2 separate regions of the Gossypium arboreum genome follow, and region 2 is linked to region 1. The links are chromatin contacts, called in public Hi-C maps. All regions are on one chromosome and are shown on one strand. The core of a region is the stretch at or near the end of the contact, and the rest is flanking DNA. Distances in the headings are between cores, read along the strand shown.

Evidence for each region. A called contact is a pair of places that touch in the nucleus more often than the background predicts.
Region 2: a contact with region 1 is called in a Hi-C map of leaf, with 4 times the contacts expected there. The contact joins the promoter of LOC108467083 here to the promoter of LOC108466551 in region 1. A contact is called at or near these places in 2 of 5 Hi-C or Micro-C datasets (both in leaf).

Annotation. Positions count from the first base shown.
Region 1 is chr2:72,374,316-72,378,236 of ASM2569848v2, reverse strand. It overlaps LOC108466551 (homeobox-leucine zipper protein HOX3), which reads left to right and starts at 2,160. Exons shown (of 4, transcript XM_017766920.2): 1 at 2,160-2,455; 2 at 2,719-2,915; 3 at 3,069-3,148. The coding sequence starts at 2,368.
Region 2 is chr2:72,933,311-72,937,231 of ASM2569848v2, reverse strand. LOC108467083 (mitogen-activated protein kinase 17-like) reads left to right here and starts at 1,818. Exons shown (of 11, transcript XM_053024998.1): 1 at 1,818-2,135; 2 at 2,981-3,389; 3 at 3,488-3,615; 4 at 3,715-3,774. The coding sequence starts at 2,984.

The DNA of each region.
Region 1 (3,921 bases), core at 911-3,410:
TAATCAATAACATTCAATCCTTTAATTTTGCATTTACTACGTATTAATTAGATTTTCTTTTTCAATATCGGAGTAATTCACCGCTATTGTATTAATTCTTTTAGTTTTATGTGGATGTCATATGAAATGGTAATTGATGAGTTATTTTATAAGAGGATTAAATCTCCATCTATATGTTTTAAGAAATGAGATGAATAATTATTACGTCACATTTATTAATTATAAATTTGGTTGGTGTGCTTTTATTTTGGTAAAAAAACAATTTTATCACATAATTCTTAGGGTATTTTATTTTAGTTACAAGTGTTAAATCCTTAACGATGCTAACAATACATGCTAAATTATGTTCTCATCATATTTATACTTTCATTTTAGTCATCTAATATCTAGGTCTCTTTAATTTTGGTCATTAAAAAATATTTTTAAAGTCTTGATCGGGTAAAAAATAAGGATTAAATTGAAAAGCGGTAAAAGCTAACATAATGCATTAAAATTGTGTTGAATTGTATTTATTTATCTCATTGCTGAAAATTCTATTTTTTAATATTGAAATTTTAAATTTCAAAATATCAAAATCAGTTAAATAAATTGTTAAAACATTTTATCTATTGATAATTTTAATGGATTTGTTACTATAATATTGAAATTAATTAAATTAATTTATTTTAAAATTTTAAAATTTATTTTATGTTTACAAAATATCTTTAACGAAATCAACTCAAATAATTCATATTTAATAATTGTCTAGGAAACTTAATTTTATTATTATATATTTTGAATTTTTCATGCTAAAAGGAAATATTGCAATTAATTAAATTAATTAAAGAAATGATGAAAATAATTATGGATTTTTTTTGGTATGGAAGATAAAATTAATTAATTAAATTAATTGTAATGATTTTTCTTTTCTTTTAGCTTAGCATGGAAGATTCAATATCATATAATCAAAAGAAATTTAGGTTTTGTAGACAATTATTAAAGATGAGTTATTTGTTTTAATTTTAATTTGGGAACATAAAATAAATTTTAAATTTTAGAAGAAGATTAAATTAATTAATTAATTTGAATATTGTAGTAACACATCCTCTTATACCATCAATGGATATAAAATTTTCAACACTTTATTCAATTGATTTTGATGTTTTAAAATTTAAATTTTCAATATAAAAATAAAATTTTCGGTAAGGAGTAAAGACAAATTTTAATGCTTTATTATAATTTGTATTTAATGTTTTTTTACTCCAATACTTAAAAGAAGATATTTTAGATAACTAAAATAAAAATAAATTAAAAATTAGACGAAATATAATATAACGTTAGAGATTCAATGCTTAAATAACTATAATGAAAGAGGTAGATGATTAATGATATAGTTACCTAATTTGTTATTATACTTACCAACTCCACAAAACATTGAATAACGTCTTTTTCCATTAATGGATGAAACTTACCAAATAAATGGAAAGTTTTGAGAGAAATATTCAAGTTAATAATTGTTGTACAATTAAGTATGGGTGTAAAAAGGTAGAAGTAATAAAGAAGAGTGAGAGGGATCCCTAAAAACATAAAACAAAAATAGTCCTAGGCTTACCCAGCCCTTACCCCTTGTTTCCTCCCTCCCATTTAATGTCTGTTAATTTGTTTCCCCATTCTTCTCCCTTTTGCATTTATGATCTAATACGTTACAATTCCTCTGTACACCCTTCCAACATCATTAATTTGCCCCATCCTCGCAATAATTATTCATTTGACACTTTCTGATTATTAAAATCATTCATTGATCACCAAAAAGGTCAGGCAAATGAATGGCCCAGATGCCTCCATCACCATGAAGATGTAACGAGGCTGAGGTGTAGGGTATAGGAAGGGCACCCCCAAACCAATAGGCTCCCCGGTCTAAGCTCCCAATCATTTTAAGCTGACTTTTGAACCCAACAATGAGACTCCTCATTTTATAAACAGCGAAACATACCCCTTATTGTACTACACCACCTAAGATTTTCCAATATCTATCTGATATGATACGTGTCTCACATCAGATGGGGTCAGGCCTTTGACTTTGACGACCACAGTCAAAAACCCTAGCTAATTATAATATTTTTATTTTGCTTTCCTTTTTCCTCATTAAAATATTTTTATTATTCATTTACTGTATCTATTTATTACTTAAGACTTTTATATCTGTCACACCATCTCCCCATCTTTTTCCTCCTCCTTTCGTTTCTTTTCATATTCTTGTGCTTGTTATTTGTCTCCTTTTGTTTCCCTTTTATTTATTTATTTATTTTTATCTTTTTTATAAACTTTACCTTTTATCTCCTTAAAATCAATCGTTATCTTTCTCTTCTTTGTTCTTCTGCAACTTTCATGGCGGTTTTACCCACCGGTTCTTCACACTTGGAGTTGACGATATCTGTTCCTGGTTTCGCTTCTTCCCCTTCTTTCCCTTCTTCTGGTAAGCCAAAAATATTGTTTGCTTCTTAATACTGATAAACATAGACATACACACATATGTCAAACCTTTTAGTATCATCAGTCTTTGATCTTATGCTATACCCGGATTCCATGCATGGTTTCGAGAAAAATGTTTTTTTCTTTTTTTTCTTATGCTTTTTAAGATGGTCGTCCCCATGGGTGATGAAGAGGGTGATGAAGATAGATTGATTTTGCATCAAATTTGATTTATTTACCTCGTTTCTTTTTAATATTACGTTAAAGGTGATCAAGGGGGTTGTACGGTGAGAGATTTGGATATAAACCAAGTACCAGCAGAAGATGAATGGATCACAGCAAGCATGGAAGATGAAGAAGAAAGCTGCAATAATGGTGCCCCTCCTCGAAAAAAGCTTCGTCTTACAAAAGAACAGTCTCGCCTTCTAGAAGAAAGTTTCAGACTAAACCATACCCTAAACCCTGTATGTAAAAATTTCAAACTAGTACCCTACCCTTTCCAAACTTATTAATTAACACCAAACTAACAATTTCCCTCTTTTAACATAAAAAATACCCCATAAATCCATCACACCATTTCTTTCATTTAATGTCTTTTTGGATTTTTGTGTTTTCAGAAGCAGAAAGAGGCATTGGCTTTGCAGCTGAAGCTTAGGCCAAGGCAGGTTGAAGTTTGGTTCCAGAACCGTAGGGCCAGGTACCCTATACGTATACACCTATGCATATACATAAATTAATATATATTTTTTTACATTTAAATGAATTCTCATTCTTTTTTTTTCCTTTTCAATGAATCATTATTTCGTTGGTGGGTGTTACTAAAGTAGCTTAGGGTAGATATATATATAACAGAATAAATAAAAACTAAATCAATAATTCCATCGGTATTTTTTTCTCACACTAATGATATAGGTAGAAATATTTGAACGAAAGATTTTGTTTCAAAGGTTTAGTTATTAGAGATATAATAATTTATGATGCTAATCAGTCTTAGGCCTGTTTCTCAAAGCTTAGATTCATTTTTATGGGGTTCTCTTGTCATTTCCCTGACAAAACGGTTGTCTTTGGACGTTGATATATCACTATCACTCTGTGATATACATTTTATTAGAGTAATTAAAAGCAAGCTATATATTACAACACCACGTTGTCACTGTAAAATTCTATGAATTTATTCATATTTTTAGCGCCTTCAAACAACTTGGAACAAGTTACAGGATAACTATTATTATTATTTTTTATCCTATATATCATTTCTGGTCGTGTATGCATGGCATAATAAGCAAAGCAAACATTTTGCCATTTGTTGTCTTTATGGCCTTCCTTCACTCATCTTTCACCTAAAATTTCATATCATTTTATGCTGCAAAAGGAAGTTGCACTTTCTTATTTTCATCAATATAATTTTCTCATTGCAAAACTTAATTAACATAAAATTTAGATGAATGTAAAAATAAAGTAAGCGATAAA
Region 2 (3,921 bases), core at 569-3,068, 560 kb before region 1:
AGATCTTCTCTTGGTCTCACTTATTTTGGTTTTCCCTTAGGGAATCAATCCTAAATTTTTAAATTTATTCGATTTAGTTCAATTTATTTACAATTCAGTCCCTCATCCAAAAATCAACTTACCTACGTCTCCATCAACCAACCCCCTTATAATTTAGTTATCCATGCTAAAATCTAAGGTAGCAAAGAAGCAAGAAAAGGAAATGACAGCCATTAACATAAAGCTTGAGAAAAGATGAAAGATTGAATATTTACTCTATAAAACCTAAAAGAAAAGTGTAGATAAACATTCAACAGTAAAATGAAGTACAAGAAACATAACAGTTGAAGTCTTTAAAAGATTGGACAACTTGTTATTGCCAAACTTCAAAGCATACTAGTTTTCAAGCTTGTTTCACAATGTGCCCACATGTGTCTCTTGATCACTGGTTATAAACATTCTCTTTAACAAATTGTTGAATAAAACCACACACTTACTTATGCTCAAATTCTCACTTTTCAATAGTTTTTGACTCGGGCTTTTGAGTAGCAAAAATACGAAAATGTAAAGCTTTCCCAAACAAAATATCTTTCATTTTGTTTTGCCAAAGTTGATAATTTATGTCATTTAACATAATCATCTTACTAGTACTAATTTTCATGATTACCAAACATGATAACTAAGCTCTTGATACTAGTTTGTTTAAACGAAACCAAACCCAATGAAACAATGCGAAAGCACAATTGATATTCTTTTGCTCCCGAAAAATCAATTCAGTAATTATGACAAACCCAATAACACAATATATTAACAATTTGTGCAAATCAACCACAATATCGCAAGCAAAACTAATAAATCGAGAAATAATTTTTAGTAAAAAATCCTTTTAAAGCAAATGATAAAAACCACATGACTAGAAAGTCCTTTTTACAAGATCACAATCCGCCACAATAAAAAGTTTACAATTCAAACTATAAACAAATAAGCTTAAGTAAACTTTAAGAGAAAAGTTAAAAATATTATCAAAAAGATGTTAGACTTTAAAAGCTAAAAACCCAAAGTTACAGTAGCCAAAAAAAAAATCTGTACACATTAAAAAATTTTGAGTCTACTACCTACTATAAAAAAATAAGCTCCAACGAACATTAAATCAACCTCCGGTAAAGGAAAATACAAAGGTTGATTTGTGTACAAAGAACCATTTTTTTCTCGCCCACTTCTCTTTTCTTAGATTTTATCGGTACACCAAAAGAAAACTAACTTTTTTTTCAGTAGTCCCCACACGTATATATGTACGGTAAATATAAGTGGACTCCCACATGGTAGGACGCTTGAGCACAAGCCCAAGAGAAAAAATATTTAACATAATAATATATAAATATATATATTTTAATTATATAATTACATATTTATATTTTATTTATATAAATAAAAGAATTGTTAATTAAAAATATCAATTAAAAATAAAATTTGATAACATATTTATTAACTAAAAACATTAATTAAAAATAAAAAATCTTGAAACAATATGAATTAATTCAATTAAAAAGTAAAAATTAGAAAAATTAAAGGAAAAACTTGAAATGGAATTAAAATAATAATAAAAAAGCTCCAATCAACCCTAAAATGCTAATCAAGATGGTGACAAGTCAATGAAAAGACGTATACAGTACTTACGTAAGCAAAAACGAATTATTTCTCTAAATAAATTTTGCAATTAAAACAATAAAAATAACAAAAATATAATTGTGTTTTTATTTAAAATTTACTTGGTGAATAGATTTTTTGTGGATTTTCTTGAAACGTGAAAGGGTTCATTCATAGAAAACAGCTAAATGATAATTGTTATCTACCCTATATATTTAATATAAATACTTAACATGACCAAGTTGTTCGTTTTGTCAACATCCAACCCCACTGGATTCAAGATAGATAGTATATGCACGTATAAAATACGCCTACTGGTGCTGTATTTCTACGTATAAGGTGGTGGAGGTGTTATTTGAGCAGTTCATATCTGTTCTGTGGTTTCAGCGTCTATTTGAAGCTCTTGTCATCAATTTCATATCTTGTCTCCGCATTTATTTGAACCTCTTTATCATCAATCTTCAAGCTTCAGCTGCAGCCTTGGATTCGTTTGCCCCCGAAAGAAAAGGGTAATTTCTTTTTGCTCTGTAACCGCTTAAATTATCTGTTTTTATTTCAATGAGTTATGGTTTTTTTTTTCTTTGCTTTTCTTTTTGGGGAGTTTGAATGTCTATTTGATGAGTGATATGGAGGTTTGAAGTTTTGCTCATATAATGGAACTTTTAGCGACGAAAATGACTTGAAAATGAAGTGGTTTTTACCTACAAGCTCTTTTAGTTGAATTTCTTCTCTTGACTTTTAATAATAACTAGGAATTTGTCTGCTGGAATTTCCTTTCTCAGATTCTTTATTTATTAATTAAATTATTTTTTAAGTCCTAAACATTCTCTAGACATGGCTTTTATTCTAATATTTTGAAATTTTGGAAATAGATGAAAAAAGAATCATCTTTGATGTGTTTGGTTTTGTCTTTTTCTTGGTTTAATATACTAATATTTGCATCCAATTGAGAAGTTAGGGTTGCTAGAGGTCACCATAGAAAACAAGTTTTCCTTATTTGATTATAGGATTTTATGACAGTGAATTTGGATTTCATTTTTTCCACGAACTATGAGGATGGGCATAGTCACTATATAAAAATATGAGTAAAAATCTGATATATCTATACATTCGAAAGATTATGATAGGATCTATTCGAATTCAAATTCGAACCAAATCTACAGATTCGAGTACAGTATTTGAAAATCAAATCCATAGATTTCCAGTACTTAGAAGATTAACATCTAATTCTATGCTAGGTAGTTTCATGTACATTTTTGTATTACTTCAAATATGTTGTGAACCCATTCAAAGTGTAAGCTTTTCATATTGATTTTGTTTAACATGGAACCTAATGGATTCTTTTTTTGATCAGGAAATGTTTGACAAAGACTTTTTCACTGAATATGGTGAAGCAAGTCAATATGAAATAACAGATGTAGTCGGCCGAGGAAGTTATGGTGTGGTTGCATCTGCTATAGATACTCACACTGGAGAGAAAGTGGCTATTAAGAAGATGACCAATATCTTTGAGCACACCCCTGATGCAATTCGCATTCTTAGAGAGATCAAACTCCTACGGTTGCTGCGACATCCGGATATAGTTCAAATAAAACACATAATGCTTCCTCCATGTAGTCGAGAATTTAAAGATATATTTGTTGTTTTTGAGTTGATGGAATCTGATCTTCACCATGTTATAAAGATAAACGACGATCTAACCCCTGACCATCATCAATTTTTCTTGTACCAGCTCCTTCGGGGTCTAAAATACATTCACACAGGTGGCTTATATTCACCCATCTATTGCAGTAGTGTTTTCTCCTAATTTGTGAAAATAATGACCCACTTTGTTTTTACCTTTTTGTTTCAATTTTCTCAGCTCATGTTTTCCATAGAGATTTAAAGCCAAAAAATATACTTGCTAATGCGGACTGCAAACTGAAGCTTTGTGATTTTGGACTTGCTCGGGTATCATTTACTGATGTACCTTCAGCTATTTTTTGGACTGTAAGTGTTTCCTTCTTGCCTTATAACTTCTGCTACTTATTGCCATTGTTTATGCAATGTATGCTATCATTCACATCTGATTATCATTTATTTCTCAAGGACTATGTGGCTACTCGATGGTATCGTGCTCCTGAGCTGTGCGGTTCATTTTTCTCAAATGTAAATGCTGTAGTCCTTTATCTTATTGAAATTAATTTACTATAATCTGTTTAAAGAACTTGTTCTTCTCCTTCTCATTCACTCGTACACTGCTGCTACAGTTTTACTTATATCCATTCAGGTTAATCAATTTGAGCAAACTCCTTT